7 separate regions of the Mus musculus genome follow, and all the other regions are linked to region 2. Evidence: chromatin contacts called from public Hi-C, HiChIP or PLAC-seq and promoter capture Hi-C data. All regions are on one chromosome and are shown on one strand. The core of a region is the stretch at or near the end of the contact, and the rest is flanking DNA. Distances in the headings are between cores, read along the strand shown.

Evidence for each region. Promoter capture Hi-C pulls out the DNA fragments that hold promoters and counts their contacts. A called contact is a pair of places that touch in the nucleus more often than the background predicts. HiChIP or PLAC-seq counts read pairs in DNA pulled down with a chosen protein or histone mark.
Region 1: an H3K4me3 HiChIP or PLAC-seq map of embryonic stem cells shows a contact between it and region 2, with 5 times the contacts expected there. The contact joins the promoter of 9530068E07Rik here to the promoter of Fstl4 in region 2. A contact is called at or near these places in 12 of 39 promoter capture datasets (the 3T3-L1 cell line, the SN4741 cell line, cranial neural crest and 6 more), 6 of 115 datasets of contacts at active chromatin or transcription factors (DN3 thymocytes, cardiomyocytes, embryonic stem cells and 1 more) and 1 of 9 other capture datasets (embryonic stem cells).
Region 3: a contact with region 2 is called in a promoter capture Hi-C map of hippocampal neurons, with 8 times the contacts expected there. The contact joins the enhancer-like site here to the promoter of Fstl4 in region 2. A contact is called at or near these places in 8 of 39 promoter capture datasets (the C10 cell line, the HPC-7 cell line, cranial neural crest and 5 more), 1 of 484 Hi-C or Micro-C datasets (nephron progenitors) and 4 of 115 datasets of contacts at active chromatin or transcription factors (VIP interneurons, embryonic stem cells, neural tube and 1 more).
Region 4: a contact with region 2 is called in an H3K27ac HiChIP or PLAC-seq map of VIP interneurons, with 7 times the contacts expected there. The contact joins the enhancer-like site here to the promoter of Fstl4 in region 2. A contact is called at or near these places in 9 of 39 promoter capture datasets (the 3T3-L1 cell line, cranial neural crest, embryonic stem cells and 4 more), 4 of 115 datasets of contacts at active chromatin or transcription factors (VIP interneurons, forebrain, neural tube and 1 more) and 1 of 9 other capture datasets (pancreatic islet).
Region 5: a contact with region 2 is called in a Hi-C map of the N1E-115 cell line, with 3 times the contacts expected there. The contact joins the enhancer-like site here to the promoter of Fstl4 in region 2. A contact is called at or near these places in 12 of 39 promoter capture datasets (the C10 cell line, the HPC-7 cell line, cranial neural crest and 6 more), 2 of 484 Hi-C or Micro-C datasets (the N1E-115 cell line and cerebellum) and 7 of 115 datasets of contacts at active chromatin or transcription factors (VIP interneurons, embryonic basal ganglia, embryonic forebrain and 4 more).
Region 6: a contact with region 2 is called in a Hi-C map of the N1E-115 cell line, with 2.9 times the contacts expected there. The contact joins the enhancer-like site here to the promoter of Fstl4 in region 2. A contact is called at or near these places in 15 of 39 promoter capture datasets (the 3T3-L1 cell line, the HPC-7 cell line, cranial neural crest and 6 more), 1 of 15 datasets of contacts at CTCF or cohesin (embryonic stem cells), 11 of 484 Hi-C or Micro-C datasets (LSK cells, the N1E-115 cell line, cerebral cortex and 3 more), 10 of 115 datasets of contacts at active chromatin or transcription factors (astrocytes, craniofacial prominence, embryonic stem cells and 2 more) and 1 of 9 other capture datasets (embryonic stem cells).
Region 7: a promoter capture Hi-C map of embryonic stem cells shows a contact between it and region 2, with 4 times the contacts expected there. The contact joins the enhancer-like site here to the promoter of Fstl4 in region 2. A contact is called at or near these places in 12 of 39 promoter capture datasets (the 3T3-L1 cell line, the HPC-7 cell line, cranial neural crest and 6 more) and 2 of 115 datasets of contacts at active chromatin or transcription factors (embryonic stem cells and stem cell-derived neural progenitor cells).

Annotation. Positions count from the first base shown.
Region 1 is chr11:52,395,074-52,397,773 of GRCm38.p6, forward strand. It overlaps 9530068E07Rik (RIKEN cDNA 9530068E07 gene), which reads left to right and starts at 1,355. Exons shown (of 3, transcript NM_153117.2): 1 at 1,355-1,530. The coding sequence starts at 1,395.
Region 2 is chr11:52,763,430-52,766,129 of GRCm38.p6, forward strand. Fstl4 (follistatin-like 4) reads left to right here and starts at 1,277. Exons shown (of 16, transcript NM_177059.3): 1 at 1,277-1,453.
Region 3 is chr11:53,096,231-53,098,930 of GRCm38.p6, forward strand. The region is part of intron 6 of Fstl4 (follistatin-like 4); the gene reads left to right. Among named protein-coding and RNA genes, the nearest start is that of Gm11186, 22 kb to the right of the region's middle. Within about 2 kb of position 1,296, at least 44 of the 459 cell types and tissues checked have an H3K27ac peak or open chromatin away from gene starts, as enhancers often do. A contact at or near this core is called in hippocampal neurons, where this site is marked.
Region 4 is chr11:53,181,687-53,184,386 of GRCm38.p6, forward strand. All of the region lies in intron 14 of Fstl4 (follistatin-like 4), which reads left to right. Among named protein-coding and RNA genes, the nearest start is that of Gm11186, 63 kb to the left of the region's middle. Within about 2 kb of position 1,330, at least 85 of the 459 cell types and tissues checked have an H3K27ac peak or open chromatin away from gene starts, as enhancers often do. A contact at or near this core is called in VIP interneurons and pancreatic islet, where this site is marked.
Region 5 is chr11:53,066,898-53,069,597 of GRCm38.p6, forward strand. Fstl4 (follistatin-like 4) reads left to right here. Exons shown (of 16, transcript NM_177059.3): 5 at 1,643-1,836. Among named protein-coding and RNA genes, the nearest start is that of Gm11186, 52 kb to the right of the region's middle. Within about 2 kb of position 1,399, at least 8 of the 459 cell types and tissues checked have an H3K27ac peak or open chromatin away from gene starts, as enhancers often do. A contact at or near this core is called in the N1E-115 cell line, where this site is marked.
Region 6 is chr11:52,501,858-52,504,557 of GRCm38.p6, forward strand. No RefSeq gene overlaps it. Among named protein-coding and RNA genes, the nearest start is that of Gm30366, 76 kb to the right of the region's middle. Within about 2 kb of position 1,269, at least 8 of the 459 cell types and tissues checked have an H3K27ac peak or open chromatin away from gene starts, as enhancers often do. A contact at or near this core is called in the N1E-115 cell line and uterus, where this site is marked.
Region 7 is chr11:53,201,203-53,203,902 of GRCm38.p6, forward strand. It overlaps the pseudogene Gm11189. Among named protein-coding and RNA genes, the nearest start is that of Gm11186, 82 kb to the left of the region's middle. Within about 2 kb of position 1,274, at least 4 of the 459 cell types and tissues checked have an H3K27ac peak or open chromatin away from gene starts, as enhancers often do. A contact at or near this core is called in embryonic stem cells, where this site is marked.

The DNA of each region.
Region 1 (2,700 bases), core at 105-2,604, 370 kb before region 2:
AGGGGTCTGCAACCCTATAGGTAGAACAACAATATGAACTAACCAGTACCCCCGGAGCTTGTGTCTCTAGCTGCATATGTAGCATAAGATGGCCTAGTCGGCTCGGCCATCATTGGGAAGAGAGGCCCCTTGGTCTTGCAAACTTTATATGCCTCAGTACAGGGGAACGCCAGGGCCAAGAAGTGGGAGTGGGTGGGTAGGGGAGTGGGGGGGGATATGGGGGACTTTTGGGATAGCATTTGAAATGTAAATGAAGAAAATACCTAATTAAAAAATAAAATTAAAAAAAAAAGGAATTTTGAGGCCAGCCTGGGCCACTTGAGATCTTGTTTCAAAACCAAAACCAAAAGGGTGCTGGAGAAATTATTCAACAGTTTAGAGCAATTGTGCTTGTAGAGGACCAGGGTGTGGTTCCCAGGAGCCACATGGGGTGGCTCATAATCACAGCAACCTCCAGCTCCAGGGGAGTAGACGCCCTCTTCTGGCACTGGAGGGCATTTGAACTTACACACAATTTTACTCTTTCTTTATTGTTTCTTTAATGCTTATTTTATCATTATTATTTTTTGAGACAGGGTTTCTCTGTGTAGCCCTGGCTGTTCTATAATCGCTTTGTAGACCAGGCTGGACTCGAATTCACTTAGATTTACCTGCTTCTGCGTCCTGAGTGCTGAAACTAAAGATATGCACTATCACACCTGGCTAGTTTTAATTCAGAAATGATTGCTTGCATATATGTTTGTGTACCCCATATGCCTAATGCCTGTGGAGATCAAAAGAGGTCTTATAGTCAGATCCCCTGGAACTGGAGTTAGAGGTGGCTGTGAGCTGTTTAATCTGAGTGCTGGGAACCAAACCCAGTCCTTTGCAAGAGTAGCAAATGCTCTCAACAGCTGAACATTCTCTCCAGCTCCATATATATATATATAATCTTTCTTAAGTGTATTAAACTTGTGTGTAGTTGTTTTACTTATGAGTTTCTGCATCAGTTATACGTCTAGTGTTTGAGGATGCCTAAAGAGGGCACCGTATACCCTGGGACAGATGGGTGTGAGTCCTCACATACAGGGGTGCTTGGAATCGAACCCAGGAGCTCTGGGGGAATCAGCCAGTGCTCTTAAGCGATGACCCCTGAAATACATCTCAAAGATGACAACGATAAACCACAGAGCAAAACAAAAAACCACCAGTTGAAAATAAATCCGTCCCATTCGCCTTTTTTTTTTTTTTTTTTTTTAAGCACCCTTTTCTACACTCCCACGCTAACCTTTCGGGTTCAGAGATGCAACGTCATCACGCCGGGACGTAGCTGCTTCGGGAGTGCGCTTCGGACGCGTATCTGACGTCACCTCGCAGAACCTAGCAACAGCGCAGGCTCGGGGGCCGAGTCCGTTATGGCCGCCTCCGCCCTGGGCAGAATGTGCGGGGCTGCACGAGAGAAGCTGTCTCCCGGGCCGGGCGCCCGGGGCCTCGGGGCTCTGGCGCGATCTCTGGTGCTGGCGTTGCTGCTCGTGCCCGTCCTGTGCTCTGGTAATGAACGCAGGGAGACGGCGAGGGACCGGGTCGGGCCCGACGGGGACGGAGCGCCGCCGACTCACGGTGGTTCCCACCGGCCGAGTTCCCGCGCCCAGGGCTGGGCCCGAGTTGGGAAGCGCTCCCAGTGCGGTCTCCCCAGGCCTGAGAAGTGGGGTTGTGAGATTCAGAGACCCGAGTAGGTGGGCGGGGACGGGAAGTCCCCGTGTCGTGGACGGAGTCTCTGAGAATACACTCCCTGGAGGAAGGGCGCTCGGTGTGGAGGGGGGAGGTCCCCAAAATGGGGAGTACAGAGATCTCGCAGACTGGATAGGAAACAGGCCGAAGAGATAGTCGGAGTTGGGGAGAGTGATGTTAAGAGAGATGCTTGAGGTTAGAGGGACAAGCAAGGCTAGGCAAGTTTTTGTTTTGTTTTCCCCTTCGAAATGGTGAGGTCAGAGATAAAGATAGGGACAGCGACCCAGTGTTGGGACTGAATTGATTGACTGTTCCAGAGTGGAAGAGGGGAGGAGCTGTTTGTGGATTCCATCTCTGAGGTCTGAGAAGTTCTGGGGCTTTTGGTGTAGAGGCAGAGTCCGGGGACGCTGACCGGCTGAGGGCCTTGGAGGAGGAGTAGAGTTTAGAAACAAAGGGAGAGAGCGTGTCTGCGGCAGATGCCCTTCCTTGAGCTGAGGTTTTACCGAACGCCCTCTCGCCTCATTTGAGAAAAACTTTCTTTTCTTGCAGATGCTATAGCATAAATCAGGATATTAAAGCCGTTCTTGAAAGTGAAATCTGTAAACCGAGGCAGAGATTTAGCAGGAGAAACTGAGCATTGTTGAGTAGTCATATTTTTCTTTCTGTCCAGCGTGCAATCATTTTCTCCCCAAGTCTTTATTGATTTTTTTTTTCAGATGAAAACTTAATGTGAACTGGGGCTGACTTCCTTCTTTGCCCAGGGAGACTCTCCAGCCAATCACCCGTCCCTTTATTACAGTGCTGGGTTGCATACATAGTTTCCTTCCTCAGCAGCACTGAAAGCAGGCAGCTGACTGCCCTAACTGGAGGGTTTTGGAGTCTGTGGGAGGAAAGACTAGGTTTTCCAAGGCTCTTATATCTTGGGTAGAATGTAATGAGGATTTCCCTGGTGGATGCAGACATAATTTTGATCTTTAATCATCTAGAGCA
Region 2 (2,700 bases), core at 27-2,526:
AGAGAGCATCATTCTGGCCACAGCCCCAGGGCACAGAGAATACCGCTGCCTTTTTATATCTGAGTGCAAATTTTGGCGCTCACTGGCCAAGTCACAGCTGACTACGACTTGGAAGTCACTTTGATTTTTTGCAGCTGAGAAGCAATTACAACCGGGTCTGAGTTGCACCACTCTCTGGACAGTGGTGGAAGGAGGGCTAGATCCTACACCAACAACCTGAGCAAGAAAGGCTCTGTCGCCCCACTCACTGCAGTATCTTCCGGAACCAGCCCAGAGGCTTGTACTCCAGGGGCCCAATGGAAGGACAGACTCAACCAGCCTTTCATATTTCCACAATTTCTTTTCTATTTAACTAATCTTATCTGCAGGGAAGCCCCGTTGAGCCCTCCTGCAAATCAGGAGAGATCCCAAAGGCATGGGCAGGACAGAAAGCCATTGGACATCCACACCAGCACAGTAGGAGGCAGGACCTGGGCAACTGTGAGGTTAGGTCGAAAGTGACAGAGGTGTTTGCAATTTAGCTGAGCACATATGAAGAGCTGTGGAGGAAAGAGAGAAGAGAAGAGAAGAGAAGAGAAGAGAAGAGAAGAGAAGAGAAGAGAAGAGAAGAGAAGAGAAGAGAAGAGAAAAGAGATGGAAAAGCCAGGAAGCTGAGGTCTTAGGCCCAGGAGAGGAAAGTGTCTTGTTTTAGGAACAAGACACGTTCCCGGCTCAGCCTGGTCAGGCTTGGCAAATGTCACCTGGGAATCTTGTAAGCGTCTCTAGTTGGGAGTAAAGAAAACTTTGCTCTTTCACAGGTAGTTGGTTCTCAATGCAGGGAGGAGTGTTCCCTGAATATTGCTTCAGGGACATCTCTCTTGGTGCAATGTACCGACCCCGTAAGGTTTCACGAGAAATGGCCGCTGATTGAGAGCAATCCTGCGCTTTGAGCAAAGCACAACCTTGGGGGAGGCTGGCCCGGAAAAGAGCTTAGAGGAGAGGAGGGGTAAGTGGGAAAACAGAGGCAGGGGGTTGTCACCTGCTGAGCTTCCTGGGAGCCAGGGGAAAGAGAGCTGTCTGGCCCAGGTGGTGCAGGGAACAGGGAATCCTCGCGCTCTGCTTGCGCGCCGGGCTGCTCTACACCTGCCGCGGGGTCTGACCCGCAAGCAGGCGGGAGGCGAGCACAGGTGGCGGCGATTGGGCAGGCGGGGCCCGGAGGGTGACGTCACGGGCTCCGGTCCCGGCGGCAGAAATAGGGCAGCCGCGGCAGCGGTGGCACAGCGGCGGGCGGCGGAGGCTCGGAGAGCTGGAGCTTGGACTATCTCTAGCACGCCAGGGGACCAGCCGACAGCCGGAGACGACCCAGCCGAGGACGCGGGGTCCGGGTCGCCGCCTCTGTCGCCGCCACGGGGCGCTCCCTCCCTTCCACCCGAGTCCGGCCACCTGGTCATTCCCTCGGCCCCGGCCGCCGTAGGTAAGCGGGTCGCAGCTCCGGAGAAGATGCGGGTGTCCGAGTCGTGCCACCGCCGCCAGCTCGTCCCGCTGCTCTCCGCCCGGGTCCCGACGCCCGCAGCTCCGCAGCTCGCTGCAGGGCCCGGTGCGGGCGTTCGCAGGTTCTCACTGCCCACGCCTGGAGAGCCAAGTTTGCGCGCCTGGCTACGGGCACGGGACCACAGGGCCGGGACTCGGCAGGGCCACCCTGGATGCGCTAGGACTGGGGGCTTAAAGCTGGGGTACATGGGGTTTGACACCCGGGGATCAGCGGTGGGGAACGGAGTGATCCTTATAGGCGCGCGGGGCGCCACGCAGAACTGCTCTGGCTGAGCCCGAAGCTCGCGATCCGCACCGAGACCCTGCAGGCGCCGCTCTTGGGCTCTGAACCCCCGGATGGCCTCAGCCAAACCCTAGCGACAGACCCTGGCTCAGACCTGTGCCCTTGGCTGGGATCTAGAGTGCGGGGCGGGCATCCTTTGCACCTTCTTCCCCTCCGCTTTGCGGGGAAACTTGCGTCCCCTTGTCGCAGCCCAAAGATAATCTGCGCCTCTCTTGGCCCTCGTTATCCCATGGCCCTCAGTGTAAGGAGCTCAAGAAGAGGGCATCCTAGCAGAACCCTGCCCTGGGGACCTTGTGGCTTTCATCTTGCGAGGCCACAGTTGTTGCCAGTAAGCAGCTGCTGTAACCCACTGGGAAGTCTCTAGGGAGCAGTTTGTCCTGAGGATATTTAGGTTGGGGGTGGGTGGGTAGGTGCTAAGAGCAACTGTGCTGACTGACTTCGGCCCCTCTTTGCTCCACCGAAGGAAGAGAGACCATTTCTAAGTTTCAGAGGAGACCTGGGAAACGCAGGCAGAGCGCTGCTCTTGGGGCGCATGTCGCCTGGAGTTTGGGTAGCACTGCAGCACGAGGCTTTGAGCACTCTCTGCAGCTGACAAAGCCGTGTCCCACTTGGCTTCCCCTATGTCTGCCACCTGAGGACTTCCTGTCCTGAAACTTGCAAGGGAAGAAACTGACTGGCAGCGGTCGGTAGGGCTCGTGGTGCCCAGAATTTGGCGAGCGTCTATGCTGTCCTTTGGTCAGCTCAGAGTTCTCTGGGAGTTTCCCCTCGCCCCCACCAGGTCTGCATTTTCTCCCAGAGCTGGTCCACCTTGCCCTGCCTAGAGGACTTCCCTCCAGATAACCGTCTCTTGACACTGATGAATAGCGCTTCGGTAGTCTCCCCTCCGT
Region 3 (2,700 bases), core at 46-2,545, 330 kb after region 2:
TATGCAGCTCTGGCTGCCTGGGACGTTAGTACAGGCGGCATCAGGACCACTCTCAGGACTTCCCAGAGCAGCTTCCAAAGCATCATTTAGTGTTCCCCTGCCCCAGCATCTTCTGTGACTCCTCTTATCGCCTCACCAAATCTGAGCTCTTGTGCCTATTCATTCTGTCTCTTGCTCAGGCCAGTCCTCCCTACCCAGGGTCTCTTCCTACAGATCTGCTTACATTCTCCTGTGGGACCCCTCTACATACAAACACCATTTGTTTCAGGATGATAGGAACATTGTCTAACTCGTCAGTCTTCCCAGCATCAGACATCACGTACCCAATAGGATTATAGAAAGTCTGAAGATGGCAGCTGAAGAGCTCAGCCAGGAAAACTCCTGTCATGCAAGTATGAGAGCCAGAGTTCAATATCCAGGTCCCACATAAAACAAGATAGACACAGTGGCCTGCCTCTTGTAATCCTAGCACCGGGGGAGGGAAGGAGGAGGCAGGAGGCTTCCTGCAGCTATCAGCCAGCCAGTAGTACAACCTGCTTGGTAAGTTCCAGGTCTGTGAAAGACCCTGTGGACGGTGTCTCTTGAGGAATGGCACAGTGTGTTAGTGACTTTTCTATTACTGTGATAAAACAGCATGACCAAGGCAACTTAGAGACGAAAAGGCTTGTTTGGGCTTATGGTTCCAGAGCATTAGCGTTCACCAGCATCTCCATGAGGATACATGGCCGCAGGTAGGCGTGATTACCAGAGCAGCAAACTGAAGACTCACCTCTTAAACCACAAGCAGGAAACAGAGAGCAAATCATGAGTGCTGTGAGTCGTTGAACTTTCAAAGCCCGCCCCTAGTGATACACCTCTTCCCGCAAGCCCATACTTCCTTAGCCTCCCCAAACAGAGCTACCAGCTGGGGACCAAGTATTCAAATGCCACAAACTAGTGGGGACATCTCTTCAAGCCACAATATGTGGTGACTGGAGATTGTACCCGGGCCTCAATACTTACTCACAGGCACACGCATGCATGTGTTCTAGCACCACACAGCTCACTCAGAATTCAGTGTGAGCCATTTCCAAGTCAGGAATGGGAAGAAGTTGGGGGTTCATCTGGGTCTTGATTACCTGACTCTGCTTTATGAAGGTTGGGCAAGAACTTGCAACACAGAGAGAGTAGTCCAGGCCAAGTCGGGCTGTGGTACTGTAGCACCCAGTGGGAGAGCAGTGCCAGGCTGTGTCTACACAGATGGAAGAAGAAAGACAGTGGGCAGGGCATGCTGCGAAGAGAAGAGCCAGCAGGAACCACCCACAGCAACAAGCCAGAGCTGCCGAGCCACCACAGGCAGCGCTGAGCCTCTCCCTGCCACCAGCTGTCCACATCCATCCCCCGTCCCGCTCCCACCCCAAGGGACACCTGCCTTAAAATCAAAAAGGCACGCCACACTCTAACAATCGGCAGGTGGTGTTTTTAACAACATCAGTGGAGTGGGCCCATAAAGGAAGCAAGTTTTTGATCAGTGGCAAACCAACCTGGAAGCCCGAACTTGGAGGATCGGCTCCTAGATGTGTGCTTGTAGTTCCAGGGGTAGGAATGGATCAGCAGCCCCTGCTGGCATCTGTGCTGACCACACCTCTCTTGCTGTTTCCTGATCTTGCTCCTTTACCCTTGCCTCAGGCCAGGCTGGTACAGCACTTGGAATCCCCTCTGCACAGTACAAAATCCTCAGAGGAGGTCTCTGTGAGTACTCCTATAGCTAACACACACACACACACACACACACACACACACACACACACACGCACGCACGCACTCCCCAGCTCTATCTGCACCCATTACCAATGCCTTCAGAGCCTGCTCTCAGTTCCCCATTAAGCCACATACAGAACCTGCTTCTCTCCGGAAATCAGAACAGAGAGGAGAGCGGTGTGTTCGTCATTTGGAAAAAACAAGGAGAGAGGTGTGGACAGATCCACCCTTCTGGTGGGACCCATGCCTGTCTATCATTTGGACAGCCAAGGCTCAGGCCCATAGAACAAGGTCTTCAAGGCACAGCGGAACCCTGTTAGAACCTACAGTTGTCTCCATACTTGACAGCCCCACTCCTAGCTCGGTCAGAAGCCCTACAGCCCCAGCAGAGGCTTTATAATGTACCTTTAGGGGCTACCAATTCCCCTACCATCACTCCTGACCGTGTTACTGAGGAGACAAGCTGTGGGCTCCTATGGTGGCCTGCTGAGAACACAGTAGCATCTTTTAGCTCACGAGGATGTACTACATTCTTGCCAGGGCCTCACTTTGTGCCAACGTGCACTCCATGACTCTGCATCTGAATCACATCTCAGAACTTGAAAGGTATCAATGACAATCTCTTTGAGAGGAGACAAATACCATCTGAGTATTCCAAGTCTGTCTTATCCAGAGAAACCAGTCTCTGGGAAAAGGTCTCATTGTTCCTTGGTATAAAAGTCAGGACTGGGCAGACCCTTCCAGAGCAAGAATCCTGAGGTTTAGAGCGAGGGTTGACCACCTGCTGGTTCAACGGGCCCCAGCCCAGGGAAGACTTAGAGTCAGTCCCACTGGCCAAAGCAGAGTCAGTACTGTGCCCTGTGGGCAAAGTGACTCCAGTCTCTGCCGGGGACTTGGGGGTGGGGTTAGGGAGTTGGCTCTAGCCCCAGGGTATGAAGGCAGGATGCTGTTGTCTTCTGG
Region 4 (2,700 bases), core at 80-2,579, 420 kb after region 2:
TTAATCTAAGGAAAATGTCAAAGGTTTTGTAAAATTAGATGTTCTAGGCTATAATATCTGATAATCAGAAGGTAAGCTGAGTCCTGGAGAGAGGGCTTAGCATTTACGAGTCCTTGCCACGATTATAGAGGACCTGAGTTTGGTTCCCAGTATCTTCATCAGGGGGACTCACAACCACCCACAATCTGAACTCTGAGAGACTTGGTGACCTCTTCTAGCACCACACACACACACACACACACACACACACACACACACACACACACAAACATTTTTTAAAAGTGATCCTAGAAACAGTTGAAAAGCTATACATGGCCACATACACACTTATGACCGCAACTCTGGATGCTGAGACAGAAAGATTGGAAGTTCAAGGATAGCCTGGAATATATATAGTGAGACCCCTGTACCTCCAAAACACAGGCAATGAAAGAGACTGCAAGTGTGGGGCAAAGAGCGTGCTGTTAATGTTTGTAAAGCATTCAAAGCATCCTGCCATTCCTTCTGAATACTGGTTATTCAGGATTGGTTACATTTTTGCCCTGGCTATATGGAGATGAACCCATGTGTGAAGCTCACTCCCTCACTCTCCTCAGCAACCAGTGTTGACCGTAGGCATCACCAAGTCTGCCATGGCCTGACCCCAGGCCCAGCATTCTGTCACCTCTGTCTAGCCGCTACTTCTTGGCGGGTGGGCATTGTCCACCCAACTAAGAGATGCTCGACATTCTTGTCCCCGTCCCCCCCATCCATCCAGGTGGCACTTGGTACTACAGTGCCATCGCTGTATCTTTCCTGAGCTGAGCCCAGAGAACCAGAAGTCTTCAGATTTATCTTTGTAGCATCTGTGGGCTCAGCTGTGTGCTAGGACACAAGACTGGGGCAAGAAAAACTTCAGGGCTCCAAAAAAATAAAGTCGATCTACATGGGGTCACTGGCTCATGGTCCTGTGTCTGATGAAGCAACCTCTGAATACAGGGTGCCAGGGTGACGAAGCACATGTGACACTGACCGGCGACAGCCTGTAATTTTCTATCTCTATTATAAGCTGAAATGACAGGCCTGGCATCAAGCAGCGACTACACGCTGCCTTGGAATTCTCAGCCTCGTTTCCCAGAGTCTCTCTAAGACCCCATTTCTAATCCTTGTATTTTCTTAATGTCCAGTTCTATGAGCTTGTTCTCCCGTGGGCTTGTCAGGAAAGCATCATCCTGCCATTTGTTAAATAGAAAAATTACAGGAAAATACACTCCGTGCAACCTCAAAACCACTCAGAGAGTAGAAATCACAGCATGTATCCTTCTGCTCTTGCCTGTTGACATTCCCCCACCCCCAAGGCTAGCATGGCTAGCTAGTCCTGCCTGCACAGCCAGGCCAGCTGCTGTTTGTTTTGTCATGAAAGTGAAAGCCAGAAGGCAGTTCCTTTCCTAAAAGGCAAAAAAGCTCGGTGCTGCAAGCTGTGTTCTCAGCAGGCCCCATCAGAGACTGCCCTTGTCCTGTAGGCTGCCATGGGACTGCAGAAACCTGGGTCCTTTCTGCTACTGCCATGGCCGCAACATGAGTGTAAAAAATGTTTCTTCTTCCTAGCTGAGAGTTGAGGGTCTGCTTCCTGTCCCTAGTGCCCTTGAACTAAAATTGCCTGTGAGCCGGCTGAGCCACAGGGCACCGTAGATCTGCCTCTTTCTGGGCAGTGGCCTAGAACCTACAAGACCAGTGAGCATGTACAGAAGACAGGGCCTAGATTAGCCCTTAGCCAAGTGGCTTCACACAAGGCCCCCGATTTTGACTCATCTTGTCTAACCTCTCTTACTGTATAGTCTGTCTGAGTCAACATAACAGGGACACCTACCAGGGCATGGGCCCGTTTGCTTTCTGCCAAGTCTGCATGGCAGAAAGCATTACCTGTAGGGAAACAGAGGTATCCAGGCTCCAGTGTGTGCAAAGAATGAGGCCAACATCTTCTCGTTAGGGAGCAAGTCCCTTTGGCATAGCTAGAGTCACACTATAAGATGCCATTATGGTGTTAGTGACAGCCCTGTAGGATGCCTGCTTTCTCTCACCAATCCTGGAAGTCTCTACATTTTGAGAGCAACATAGGACAGAAATCCCCAGAAACTCATGCAAAGGTACCTAGCATTAACGAAAATAAATTCCAGATTAGGAAGATGGCTCAGAGTGCTTGTCATACAAGCATGAGGACCTGAGTTCAATCCCCAGAGCCCACATTTAAAAAAATAAATAAAGCCAGGCATGGTGATGCACACTCGTAATCGCAGTCCGAGAAGGCAGAGACTGGCAGGTCCTGCGGGCTTATGGCCAGCCAGCTTAGCCTACTCGATGAGTTACAGGTCACCGAGAGACCTTGGCTCAAACCCACAAAGTAGATGGGAACATGAGAAATGATACCCAAGGTTGACCTCTGCCCTCCAGTAGCATATGCATTCGCCCCACACAAACACACAAGAACACTAAATAAATATGTTAAATTCCGAGCGCATCAGGCCTTTGTCCATTCACTCTCCCTCTTTTGCTGAGATTGAGCAATAGCATGGAGGTCTACTGTTGGGAAAGAGCTGTCTCTGAACATGTTCCCATACTAGGAAAGCCCAGCGCCATTCCCTAGGTCCTCACCCCGCCCTCCTGGAGGCTGACAGAAAGCCCACTGCCGGGTCTGATGGAGGAGGGGGTGGACGGTCTGGG
Region 5 (2,700 bases), core at 149-2,648, 300 kb after region 2:
GAGAGAGAGAGATCCATCCACCAGACACATTCTTCCAGCCATATTGGCTTTGCCATGAGACCATGCTCAGTATGGAGGCCAGAGCTATGAAGATCTAAAAATGGGGTACATCAGCTTATGGGTCCTGGGAGCTCTCCAAAATGGATCACCTGCCAGGCACAAGAGGGATGTGAGCAGGTCAGGGGAGATGGGAGGGAGCCCCACCGCCTAAGCATGGTGACTCCCAGGGAGCAAATAGATTTGATTATATTGAACACTGCAATTGATTTTTTTCTTCTAAATAAACACACAAAGGAAATAGTAATGGGCGTTTGTTTCTGACAAGAATCAATTGACCCCAAATTGGAAGAAAATCTAGAAACACAAACAAGTGCAGGAAAGGGTATCTGGGCTTCTCCAATGAGAGAGGGAGGGCAGGAGAGAAAAACAGCTCTTCACGTGCATCCCTGCTCTCCCGTGGATCCCTGCTCTCCCCGTTGAGGTTCCAACAACTGAAAGTGGGAGAGTAGCTATCAATCACTGAGCCTTGGCTCAGAGTAAAGATGTGTGTGACCATATTAATTAACCATCATGATATCCCCGCTGTGGGATGCAGTATTATCCCATCTCTCAGATGAAATCACTGAGGCCTGTGTTAAACTTTCCCAGGTTACACAACCTGGAAACAGCAGAGTTGGGACTCACAAAGCCAGGAGTTCCCAAACTCAAACCTGTTCACTATCCGGCTGGCCCTGAGAGCTTAACCTGGCACCTTCAACTGGCGTTAGAATTCAAGGGAAGAGACCCTAACCCCAGACAGTCCAGACCTAGCACCCCTTGATCTTCTCTAAAGAATGGAGGGTGGGGGAGCCCACATCAGCATTCCCCAGTCTCAACAAAGCCAGGCCCAGGAACTGTTTGTATCCCCTGGCTGGATGGGGAGGCAGAGCTGGAGGAGCACTGCTCTGTGACATCCCTGCGGCCCCCTATTTACTGGCTGCGCTCTGTATGGTGGCCCCGTCACCAGCAAGATAAACCATGCCATGTCACAGTGCATCACAGGCCTCATTTGCCAAAGAACCATGCAATGTCGACGCGTTCAGCGAGCACAGCCGTGATAAAAGGCCTAAGACTAATGGGCTGTGTGCTCGGTTTAGTCTCCTAAAGCTTCCTTTTGTCTCTTGGTCGTGGACTTGTGTACACATGTTTGTTTTCAAGTAACCCAGCTCTGGGAGTGTACCTAATTACCGTAAGCAGGGATTATTAGCCCTGTTAACTAAAACTCCCTAATCTATGAGGCCAAGCATTCAAAAGCAGCCTTTAAAATAGGATTAAGACAAAAGGCAGACTGTGACAGAGTAGAATTGGGGCTGGCTTTCCTCGAACCATGAGATAACAGCTGCAGACTCCACTGGAAGAATTTTCCAGACTCCCTCTGGTTCATTTAGTATTGGTATATGATATCTGGCTTAAATATCAGTAGGCTGGGTGATGGGGCAGATGGACACGTGAACCCTGCTCTATGATGGTGACACTGTTTAGTGCACACTGGAAATGTCCCAACAATTGTTTGCAACTGAGAGAGATAAACTGACTGACGGGCAGAACATTCTTTCCAGCCCCCAGGGTGCACCTGACGTAACAGCTGTCTTCTCTTTTACAGGAGACATGTGCACCATGGCTGGCTATGCTCGTCTCAAAAATGTCCTCCTGGCACTCCAGAGCCGCAGACAGCCGCTCCCACAAGGAACCCCCAGGCAAAGCCTCGCCTCCCAGAAGCGCCTCTTGGTGGAGTCACTGTTTAAGGACTTGGATGCCGACGGCAATGGGCACCTCGGCAGCTTGGAGCTGGCTCAGGTGGGTGTGGCATTCAGGTGGAGCCCGAGGAGATATCCTGCGTGCGTGCATGGTGAAGGATCACACAAGCTCCGTGGTGGGAAAGGTTGTTTATAATTGTCTCTGTCACCAGTTGCCAAGGGGACCCTCTCCCCCACCCTTCCTAGGACTCACAGCTTGTCAGCGCCTCTGAGAATGTCTTACACACAGAATTCTGTCTCCTGCCACCTGCCACCTCAGCCCAGGTTTACAAGCGGTTTTGATGCTTTCTTGGCTTCGGGGAAAGCCTCCCTCAAAGGGGCTGCCCACTGGTGTTTTCCTTAGAAAACTAGTCTTTGGTGCTTTGAGCCTGTCATTTTCTACAGAAGGAATGTCAAAGAAGAACAGTACTTGCAGCAGCGAGCATCTTTGGCACTCCAGTCTGGGGGTCCCCAAGGCCTCTGCCCAGTGACAGTTCTCTCTAGCATCCAAATGTCAATGACCCAACCCCCTGACTGTTTTGCTTGTGGGAAGCCCTGTGTCCACCCAGCAAAGGCACTAGTCTAAGAATGCCCAGGGTGGACAAATACAGCCTTTTCTGTAGGACAGCAGCCAAGAATACAGGGTTCAAAGCTAATCATGAGCTAGTGAGTCTCTGGAGGCCCCTCACTCCTAAGCTGCGATTTCTCAGCCGTGAACCTCATCGCCTCAGGGTCGTCATGGGAATTTATGGTGCTAAAACATGTAAGACATGTGACACGTTTAACATTATACTTGGCACATAGGATGTTCTCAGTGGTCATCAATGGGCAGCAGCAGCAGCAACATCACCACCACCACCATCATCATCATCGTCGTCATCGTCGCCCCCCCCTTTATCCTTCAGCATCCTCTCTTGTAAGGTCA
Region 6 (2,700 bases), core at 19-2,518, 260 kb before region 2:
CCTCCCCTCCCTCCTCCTCTTCCTCCTACCTCTTTCTCCTCCCCTTCCTCCTCCTCTTCCTCTTCTTCCTTCTCCTCCTCTTCCTCCTTCTACTCCTCCTCTTCTTCCTTCTCCCCTTCTTCCTTCTCCTCCTCTTCCTCTTCCTCTTTCTCCTCTTTCTTCTTCTCCTCTTCCTTCTCCTCCTCCTCTTTCCCCTCCTCTTCCCCCTCCTCTTCCTCCTCCTCTTCCTCCTCCTTTTCCTCCATAGCTCCACTTTTCCTTTCATCCTCTGTGCTCTTGCTCCTCTCTGGTCTTTCCCCTTGTCCTGACAAGATTTGTGTGTTAACTTGACACAAGCTAGAGAGGAAGGAGCCTCAGGTGAGAAACTGTCTCCATGAGATGCAGCTGTAAGGCATTTTCTCAATTAGCGATCAGTGGGGGAGGGTCCAGCTCATTGTGGGTGGTGCCATCCCTGGGCTGGTGGTCCTTGGTTCTATATGAAAGCAGGCTGAGCAAGCCATGGGGAGCAAGCCAGTAAGCAGTAACTCTCCATAGCCTCTGCATCAGCTCCTGCCTCCAAGTTCCTGCCCTGCTTGAGTTCCTGTCCTGACTCGCTTCAGTGAAAGGGTAAGCTGAATAAATCCTTTCCTCCCCAACTTTCTTTTTGTTCATGCTGTTTTTGATGCAGTAATAGAAACCCTAACTAAGACACCCCTTTTTCCTGGGTACAGGGAGAATTAAATCTAATTTTATGTGGGGGTGGCCTGTTGCTGAGGTCCATGGGTGGTATTACTTGGTCCACATGTTATCTGGTCCCTGTGACTGGGAGAGCAAGGTCTAAGATGAATTTCTTGCCAGCTTCTGGCCCATAGAGGAAGAGCAGGACAACAGGGCATAGGATTTCCTCTGCTGGCTGGGGAGAGGAGCCACTCTGGGGTTTCTGAGAGCTGAGGGACCATCTCGGAGAAACATCTGTGACCATGACCTTCAGAGGGCTCCTTTTTTGGGCATGTGGTAAGTCATGTCATTAAGATGAATGTGTGTTTTGGGAGAGGGTGTAAATATATAAATAGTGTCCTTGCCAGCCCCATATATCACCCCGTGTTTATTCAGTGCCCGGTGCATAAACTAGAAAGGCACGCATTGCTATTTGGGGCTGTTGAGGTTTAAAGTACATTAAGAGAGTTTACTGAAAACTCCTGGCAAACAGATAAAATACAATTACGCCAACTCCCAAGGCGCTGCAGACAAAGTGTCCTGCTAACCTGCAGTGTAATAATTCACCCTGGCCTCGACAGGCGCCTTTGAGGCATCAGAAGCCATGCCTTTGTAAACTTCAGAGGCGGCCAAGAACTGTCCCTTGGGAACCCCTCGCCCTGTTTTTATTAACCTCTCTGTTCCTGGCTGAGGTGTTGCAGCAGGATCTGGCCAGCAGTGCTGCTGACTGCCCCTGTGAGCTTTTGTGGGATCACCATGCAGGCAGAGGAGGAGTGAGACCAGTCCTGTTGTTGTCTGGCTGCACCCAACTGTCCATGCAATGTTGGGCAATATGCGTTGCTGGGTGGGCACGTTCACAGTGAAGAATTCAGGCTTGCTATGTCCAGGATCTTCCTGGTAAATGAAGCTTTGTGTGTGTGTGTGTGTGTGTGTGTGTGTGTGTGTGTGTGTGAGAGAGAGAGAGAGAGAGAGAGAGACAGACAGACAGACAGACAGAGACAGAGAGACTGACAGACAGAGAACAGAGAGATAGAGACAGACAGACATAGACATAGAGGCTCATTATATAGCCCTGGCTTGACTGGAACTCAGTGTAGAGAAGGCTGGCCTTGAATTCACATAGCTCTGCCTGCCTTTGCCTCCCAGGTGCTAGGATTAAAGGCATGTGCCACCATGTCTTGTTAAATGAGGCTTTTAATAGTGCCGGTGGAGAGAGGATATTAGTGATTCGGGTTTTTCAAGTTCTAGGGGACCTGAGGTTAATTTCTAAGTGACATGTAGGAAACACCAGGGCAGTGTCTGTGTGGAGATGTGGACACTGGATGCCTTCACAGCTAGCGGTGGAAGCCTGGCTTCTTTCTCCTAAGCAGGCTCCTCCCTGATCCCTAAGCCCGGCACTGGGTTATCTGAATCAAAGGTGCTTTGATGCTTGGGCAGGCCCAGTTCATCTATAGAGGGCGAGCCAGGGTCTGTGGCAGGTGATGTATAAGAAGGGGTGGGGACTGGTGGAGAGCAGAGTCTAAGATAGCCTAGCCTTGTGAGTGAAGGCCCCGCATCAACTACAGTTTCATCCTCACAGTTGAACAGTATCCGGTGAGAAAAGGGCCTCCCTCAAACCAAGGACATTAGATCAGCCAGACCCCAATCAGCTGCCTGAGCCAAAATGCCAGGGACCTTGGAATGTGTCAAAAGGGCTGGACTTTAGGGAGACTATGTGGACACTACCTCTTTCTGTACTGGTAGTTGATTGTGGGAGCAAGTTCTCACTTGGGGCATAATTTCATGAGTATATTGTATAATTATATTATTATATTGTATAATTAATGTGATTATGTGACTGCCTTGTTCCCATGGGCTGTCCTGTGTGTGTGTGTGTGTGTGCCTTTACATATACTCATGGAGGTCAGAGGACAACCTCAGGGGTACAACCTAGCTTTTGTTTTAGACAAGTTCTCTTACTGGCCTGGAATATTGGATCTGCTTGTCTCTGCTTCTTATCTCCCT
Region 7 (2,700 bases), core at 24-2,523, 440 kb after region 2:
CTGAATTGCTTCCTGGCTTTAATAACTCCTAAGTTAAAGCATTGCAAACCATGTGGTTCCACCCGAAAGGGTGGAAGTAGTATGTATTCTTCTGGTAGACGTGTGTATTCCAAGCTGTATACCATTGCTGCATAGTATACAATCTGAACGTCCTTTGATTTTATAAATGGTGAGGCTGTGCTCTGTGTATCTCAAGGCTTTAGAGGACAGTGGTGGGGGAGTTATTAAAGAGAATGAGCTGGCTTGTGGGGGTTTTTAAGAAACGAAATTCTTGACTTAATAGATCATTTGTTTTTAATATTCTTTTCTAAAGAACACTTTTTTTTAAAAGAAACTAATATTTGCTAAGTGTTAGCAGTCCTCGTCTTCCTTGATGACTGTAAAGCTTCCAATACAAATGCCTCAGTAGTGGGAACGGCAGGGCTTATAGAGCCGATGCCAGCCCAGGTGTTTCTGGCTGTGCTCTAGTGACGGAAATGTAAGTACTTTCATTGTGAGAACGGAGAGTTGATTAAATCTGAATGTGGCTGTGCAAACCATTTTTGTGGTTCAGGCTTTGTGTGTAGTTCACTTACGGTATTAAATTATTATTCTGCTTAGCTTATAATAAGGATAATTGCATTTAAAGAGGTTACTGAATGTTACTCTGAAACTTACTGGTGCTTTTAACATCTAAATCAGTACTTGGGGAAATACTAGCTCTTTAATCTACTGATACAAGGAATAAAGAATGAGGAATTAAACACATCAAAAAAAAAAAAAAAAAAAAAAGATTACCAACTGCTCTTCCAGAGGTCCTGAGTTCAATTCCCAGCAACCACATGGTGGCTCACAACCATCTGTAATGAGATCTGATGCCCTCTTCTGGTGAGTCTAAAGACAGCTACAGTGTGCTCATATACATAAAGTAAAAATAAATCTTTTAAAAAAAGAAAAAGAAAGAAAGAAAAGAAGAAGTAAAGAGGGACTCTTTAAATTCATTAAAGGAAAAATCCACCAACTGGATATTATAATCCTAAACATACATACACCAAAAAAGAGAGGCACCTAGTTTTAAAAAAGAAATGATATTATATCTAAAACCATATGCCAAGGACCAGCCTCCGCTGGGAGAGGGGTTCCTGAGAGAAATGGTATTTGAGAGCAGCAAAATAATAGTAGTAGTAGTAGTAGTAATACTCAAAGCCAGTCTTGGGTACGAGCTGTGTGCTGCTTGAGACAGCTTTCTCTGGAGATCACCAGACTGCTCAAGTTTCACAGAACAAAGCCCAGTATTTAATTTACATATCAATCCAGTTATTTACTCCAGTTTTCCTTTTGATTATCCCAGGAATCAGCATTCCATTTCCCCAGCCCCATTATTCTTAGAAAAAGACAGCAAGCAAAAAATTTTAACATTACAAATGAATTCATTTGTATCATCTCCCTCCCTTTGAAAACACAGACAATAAGCGAGCAAGGTGTGATCACATCCTGAGATTACCATTCCCAACATACCTGGACCTAAACTAGCTCTGTCCCAGGCTGACCTTGAGCTCAGGAATCTGCTTTCTTTTGTATCTACCTGTTTTTGTATCTTTCTGACAAGCTGGCTCATAGCACACCTGCCTCTGTTCTTTAAGACCCATGAAGACCCTCATATAATTCATATTACATCCTTATATTTTTACAAAGTTAAGAAATCCTGTTTATATATTTTGAGCTCATGTTTTTAGAGTTCTTTCCCACAGCCTTAAGGATTGCCCTGAAGATCACAACATTTACCATTTTTGCTAAGGACATAGACACACCCTCACCTCTTTGACTCATGCTCTCTCTGATTATCATGGAGTCATTAACCTTGACATAGAGGACATTCCCCAATAACCTTGGCAGGCATTTTATATATATGCATGCCTCATGCCCAGCAACCATCAACACAGGAGGTAGAACCCACACCATGCTGGCTCTGTTCCAGGAATAGGAAAACATGCCACACCATCCCTTCCAAGCCATACAGGACGGCAACCATAGATTAACCACAACACAGTGATGGCAGTGACTTTGATTCTCCAGTTTGGGAGACATAGACCAATGGACAAGACATGTGAGGAAAAACTGAGCAGAAAACTCTGGAATAAAATAATATCACAGACCAAATGGACCTTACAGGTGTCTACAGAACATCCCATCCAAACAGTAATGTATACACATTCTTCTCAGTAACCCGTGGAACCTTCTCCAAAATCAACTGTATATTAGGGCACAAAGCAAGTCTCACCAAATACAGGAAACTGAAATAACATCTGCATTCTAGCTGATCACCATGGAATAAAGCTGGATTTCAGTAGCAATAGAAAATGTTCAAACTCATGAAATCTGAACAATGTTAACAGAGATCAAGGAAGAAATCAAGAAAGAAATGCAAAGCTTCGTAGAATTGAATAAAATTGAAAACATAGAATACCAAAGTGTTTACATCAAAAAAGTTGAGGTGTTTAGTAGCACACACCTTTCTTCTTGGCACTTGGGAGGCAGAGGAAGGAGGGTCCCTGAGAGTGCATAGCCACTATGATCTACATAGCAAGTTCCAGGCCAGCCAGGGATACATAGTTAAGTAATAATAATTGAAGACAGGTAAGATGATTCTGTTCAGCAGGTAAAGGATGTTATTTCGAATCCTGATGACCTGAGTTCAACTCCCAGAACTTGCATGGTAAA